Regions from separate parts of the Rattus norvegicus genome. Here region 1 is linked to region 2. Evidence: chromatin contacts called from public Hi-C data. All regions are on one chromosome and are shown on one strand. The core of a region is the stretch at or near the end of the contact, and the rest is flanking DNA. Distances in the headings are between cores, read along the strand shown.

Region 1 (2,700 bases), core at 14-2,513, 35 kb after region 2:
TCTATGCCTCATAGGTTCGCCAAGTGAGCGTCATGTTCAGATTCGCCTATCTCCGGGGACCCCGTCATCCCTTTCAGATGTTCCTATGTGAGGTGATGGTTTCTGCTCCCCAGTAAGGGAGGCCGGTCTTGTATTAGGGTAGGATAATTTGAATAGAATTTAATGAGGAGTTATTTTTCAAGACCCAGGTGTGGGTGGGCTGTAGAAAAATCACACAAAAAATATCTAGAAGCAGAGAGCTCTGTTCCAAATAGTGGAGACAGAACCTGGAGGAGATAGTAAAAATAGGGACCCCCCCTAAAAAGAAAGCGGATAAGGTAGGGTGGGGTGGGGTGGGGTGGGATGGGGGGGACTAGATATCCAACCTCGGGCTCCACCTTGCCATTCTTGGATCGAACCGGATGGAAGAACGAGAGCAGTTTATGCAGGTCAGTCTTCCACGCCCTGAGATGGATAGCAAGGACGAGGAGTTGATGAGTCAGACAGAAGACATCTAGGTCTTTAGATTTAGTGATACAAATTTTTAGAGTTAGCGTTTAATTTTCGTGACCCGCATACGCTCTATTTCCGTATGCTAAACTGTTTCACAAGACTCGGGGACTTGTGGGGTGAGGACTCTATAAATACTCCCTCTCCTGTCCTGTTGGAGAAGCTTTGCTTTTTTTTTTTTTTTTTTTTTTTGCTTGATTTTGCAAGGAATACCATCACAACACGTACGGTCAAAGCACTCGCGCCAAGGGTTGAACATATACTAGTTGGGTAAAGAGAAAAGTAAATCACTCAAAAATAACGAGGGCGTACAGAGATAAGACACACATCGTGGGAACTCAGAGGTCCCAGGGACTCCACGTACGTGGCAAGAGGGTCTTCTCGAGTTGTTAACTGAAAGGGAGCGATAAGGCGGCTGAGGACACTGCAGTTGTTTACGGGCGGGAAGAGCAGCCCAGCATTACACAATTCGCTAAAAATGGAGCTATCGCTTGGAGAGATTCAGGCTCCGCATCCTCAGACTGGACTGGCAGCTACCGAGCCTTAACGTGATTGGTAGAGGGCTCTCCGGCTATGCTCCGCCCACACCCCAGCCTCCGCCAAAGGGGAGGGTACGCGGTTGGATGGGTATCCCACGCCCTGAGCTCCTGGGCTGCATCCTGCAGCTGCCCACCAAGGCCGCTGCAGTCATCCCGAAATAGACCTTGTTTCTCAGAGGTGGACAAATCTGGATCCGGCGCGGGAGGGTTGGCCAAGGAGACGCCTCTCATTGGTTGCACAGGGCGCGCCGAGAGGCTGAGGAAGGCTGATTGGTGGCAGGTTCCGCCTGGTTCTAATCAGGTCAAGGCGTGCTGCATCCTCGGGTGCTGCCACCAGGTGGAGCTGTGCAGGGAGATGTGAGGACCTCGGGGAAGAACCTCAGAACTTCTGGGTTCCCTTCCTGTTTCTAGCGGGCTGAGCTAACTCTAATGCAGTGGTTCTCAACCTTCCGAATGCTGCGACCCTTTAATACAGTTCCTAATGTTTGGTGAAGCCGCCAACCATAAAATCATTTTTGTTGCTACTTCATAACAAGTTTTGCTACTGTTATAAATAGTAATGTAAATATCTGATATGCAGGATATCTGATAAGAAACCCAAAGGAGTCGAGACCCACAAGTTAAGAGCCGCTGCTTCAGGCCCACCTAGTCATCTTGTCTTCTTGAATCCAGTCAGACCCCAGCCTCTCCAGAGCCCTTCTTAAGTAGTTGTCTGGCTTTTTGTGAACCCTGCAGCTCTTCCCTTCCGGGAAGATCTGGCGCCGGCAGTAGTTTTCCTTGTGAGCCTTTCTTGTGACCTGTTCCTCTTGGGAGGCTTGACAGTTCCAGGTCACCCCAGGTCAGATTTCTTAGTAATTCCTGGCCCCAACTCACCTTCTGACATGCTCGTTGAACGCAAATCTGCAAGAAATCAACTGGGGGGGGGGGCGGGTGTTGGAATTTTAGTCCTAATAGCCAGTATCCCTTCCCGATCTGCACCTAACCGCTTCTCCGTATTCTTCATGGTTTAGCTAACATCACCTCCTTGGCATTCTTCCGGACCTCCAGAGGTGAGCTAAGGACAGTAACAAAGTTCCACCCCAGTGTAGCTGGTGAACCAATGAGTTTATTTGACGTCAGTCTCAGGGGTACTGACTACCCAGGGGCAGGTATGCTGTTAAAGAAAATATTGCTCTCCTTGAAATCCTTGACCCTGGATATCCCCAGTTCTGCTCCCTCTATTAACTAGCTAGGTGTCTTTAGGAAGAGGAGAAGTCTCATAAGTCCCTCCCCTTCCCCTTCAGTGACTAGTCAATGGTGTGCTCAATCACCTTTAGGTAATCACAGCTGCGGAGGAAGAGGTCCAGAGGATAATAACAGGGTCATCCCAGAGGAGGAGGGGCCTAAGTTGTGGGGACAGGGCACCTGAGTGAGAACGGTAGCTACGCCCTTTAAATGCTGTGTAATTTGAAAAGAAAAACAACTTCTAGAAACTTCTGCTTTTGATATCAAATAGTGCACGATAGTATCCCATAATGATCCTACTATCGTGGAATTCAACTGTAAAGGTTTTAGGACCAAAGTACTTAATAACCTTGAGCTGCTGTTATCTGTGCTCCAATGGTGTTTTTTTTCCAGACCTTTTAATAATGCAGCCTTTGCTGACCTGCCCTGTTCACCGCGCCCATTGTCT
Region 2 (3,048 bases), core at 132-2,631:
TTATTACATATTTCAGTTTGTTCTCTGAGACAGTTGGGTGGTTGACAGGATCTGGGAGAAGTTGGGAGAGGGGAAACTAAAATACATTGTATGAAAAAAATCTATTCTCCAGGAATAAAAGTAAACACGAGCTTACAATATGGCCACGTGGGAAGACAAAACAAAAGCGGGCTAAGCTGGCCATCAGGTGCAGTAAGCAGCACCCTCCACGGCCCTGCGGCAGGTCCGGCTTCCTGTCAGGCTTGGCTTCCCTCACAGGATATTTAAGGGAAGCAAACCTTCCGCAGGTAGCTAGTGGCTACAAGGTCCATTAGCAATAGCAACCGCAACTAAGACATCAGGAATAGGTCAAACGCCAGGTAATCTGAACTACGGAGAAATGACCTCCCAAAGGCAGGGGTAGGAGACAGTCTTCTCTGAACTGAGAAAGAAAGAGGCTCAGGGATCAAATCAGGGAAAAACGGAAAAGGAGATTTGGGAACAAGAATCAAGAGAAAGTTGGAAGGAGACAGGATGCGAGCTCAGGCTGAATTGCTCAACTGAGCAGAGCAGTATTGGCGTGAAGTTGGAGTGGCTCCCAAGACGCCTCAGGGTTGAACAAGGGCGCCTTTCAGAAATCGCCTGAGGCAAACACCCCCTCGACATTCAAATGCTTCAGCTTTTTGCTTTCCTTTTCATTTTCTCCAGGGCTCAGGAAAATTGATGAATTATTTTTTAAATGAAAACTGTCTTCATTTTGTCCTATAGAATCCCAATATTTCCCACTACCAGAAATAACTTAAGAACGCTTGGATCTTCATAGAGAAAGGATGCTTGAGGGATATTGAAAAAAATTACAGTAATAACTTAATTAACACTAATGCTAATATTGAAATAACAAAATATGCCACATTTTCCCAAGAACATAAGCACTGCAGTTTAATCATCTGGCAAAGTGGGTGAACTCTTGCAGGAAAAGTTTGCTTGTTTGGTTGGTTTGGGTTTTTTTGTTTGTTTGTTTTGTTTTGTTTTTCTTGCCTGTGGAAGAGAAAACAAGAGACTTGAAATGCCCACTTGCTGGTATGGTTGACTGCTTTACACCAGTGGTTCCTAATCTTCTAGCCCTTTATGTTGTGGTGACCTACCACAGTAAAATTACTTCATTGCTACGTCGTAGCTTGTAATTTTGCTACTGTTACAAATCATGATCTGTGTTCTCTGCTGGTCTTGGGTGACCCCCGTGGGGTCAAACCCCACAGATTGAGAACATCTGGTCGAGACTAACATGGAATGTCTTAGTAAAGAGACGGGATTGCCTGAAGCAGTTCTAGGAGCCTGAAAAGTAAATTAGGATCCATCTCAGAATTTTCTGCTCCAGCGCGGCCTTTGCCTCTTCTGATAGGTATAAGGCTCCCCCTGGAGGACAAAGAGAGCATTTGTTTTTTGTTCAGGCTCCTTCCCCAAAGTTCAGTAATTAATACATTCCTTGATTTTATTTTTATAGATTCATTCATTTAACCTCCCAACTTGTCTTTTTAAAAAAGATTTATTTATTTATTTAATATAAGCACACTGTAGCTGTCTTCAGACACACCCGACCCCATTACAGATGGTTTGTGAGCCACCAGGTAGGTGGTTGCTGGGATTTGAACTCAGGACCTCTGGAAGAGCAGTCGGTGCTCAACCTCTGAGCCATCTCTCCAGCCCTCAGCCCTTTCAGCATGTATTTATTAAATGCTATTACTATGTCTGTTAACTGTGAGAGGTACTTATGATTCTGCCAAGAACAGGATAAACATAGCCCCGACTCCAGGGAGATTACAATTCCACGTGAGAAACAAGTATTACAAAACCATCTGACTACCCGAAGAGTCACAATAGTGATGCACACCATACAGAAAAGGTACAGTGTGTACGTCTTCCCAAAATGTGTATGCTGAAGTCTTAGCCCTTAGCCCTTAGTGTAGGGAGATGAGCTTCTGGAAGGTGATTGCTTGTGAATGTGGCGAATGCCCTTATAAAAGAGACCCCAGGGAGATCCATTCTCCTTCTGTGAGGAAGGATGAAAGTAAAAGAATGGTGATCTATGAGAGACGGGCTCCCACCTCACATGTATCAGCATCTTGATCGTGACCTTCAAATGTCCATTACTGTGACAAATGAGCTTTGACTATTTATAAATAATTCATCAGGTTATATTTTGTTACATTGCATACTAAAATGAAACAAAGTTGAAGAAGAATAGGACTATTCAACAAGGACATCATTCAGGGCGGAAGGCCGAGTGTAAATGTAACTTTTATCCACCAGATGTAATTGTCGTCTCAGAGGCTCACTGCAGAATAAGTTCACCCTTTCTAGTTCTTTCTGGAGTCTGAATGTATGGTTCAATTCTGCTGTTCTGAGTCAAAGTTCTCTCCAAGTTGACTGGTTCTAACTGTCTGTTCTCAGCTTCTCGATGAATTGCCCTGCTTGGAAAAACTGCCTCTGAATTCTGCAAACTTAACTTCACTGACTACACGAACTGAATGGAACTGAACCCAACTGCATTTAACTGAACTGCATCGAACCGCACTGAACTGAACTCAACTGAACTCCGCTGCATTGCCTGAACTGCACTGAGGGACACTCACTGAACCACCCTCCCCTCCTAACTCACTCTGTGTTGCTCTTAACTGGTCTCCCTTTCCTGTCTGTTCTCATGAAGCTGGGCATTTCCCATCTCTGACTCATTCTGTCAAATCTTTCTCTGATTTGCCACTTTATCTGTCACTCAATTAGTCATCACTTTCAAACATGGCTACTTCCTTAACAAACTTTACCTTCATTTGGGGGGTGGGGATCAAGGGTGAGAACTAAGGGTGTGTCTGGATTCCAGCCAGAGGGATTAAGGGTGTGTATTCCAGCCGGAGCACACAGATCTCAGTCTTTGGATATACCACCTTTAAAGAGTAGCCATGTTGCTGGATTAAAATTCTTCTCCACTCATGAAACAGTTCCCTGAGTGCAGATCTGGAAGATGGGTGGGAAAACTGATTAAAGGTGAGGACAAGGTTCAAGAACTGATGC

What was found. Hi-C and Micro-C count contacts between places; a contact is called where the count stands out from the background.
Region 1: a Hi-C map of Schwann cells shows a contact between it and region 2, with 2.4 times the contacts expected there. The contact joins two enhancer-like sites. A contact is called at or near these places in 2 of 12 Hi-C or Micro-C datasets (Schwann cells and psoas muscle).

The regions. Positions count from the first base shown.
Region 1 is chr7:131,191,883-131,194,582 of GRCr8, forward strand. No RefSeq gene overlaps it. Among named protein-coding and RNA genes, the nearest start is that of Ccdc184, 15 kb to the left of the region's middle. Within about 2 kb of position 1,264, at least 82 of the 93 cell types and tissues checked have an H3K27ac peak or open chromatin away from gene starts, as enhancers often do. A contact at or near this core is called in Schwann cells, where this site is marked.
Region 2 is chr7:131,156,775-131,159,822 of GRCr8, forward strand. It overlaps LOC120093732 (a long non-coding RNA gene), which reads left to right. Exons shown (of 2, transcript XR_005487407.2): 2 at 2,431-2,972. It also overlaps a transcript of Asb8 not described here. Among named protein-coding and RNA genes, the nearest start is that of Asb8, 10 kb to the left of the region's middle. Within about 2 kb of position 1,382, at least 4 of the 93 cell types and tissues checked have an H3K27ac peak or open chromatin away from gene starts, as enhancers often do. A contact at or near this core is called in Schwann cells, where this site is marked.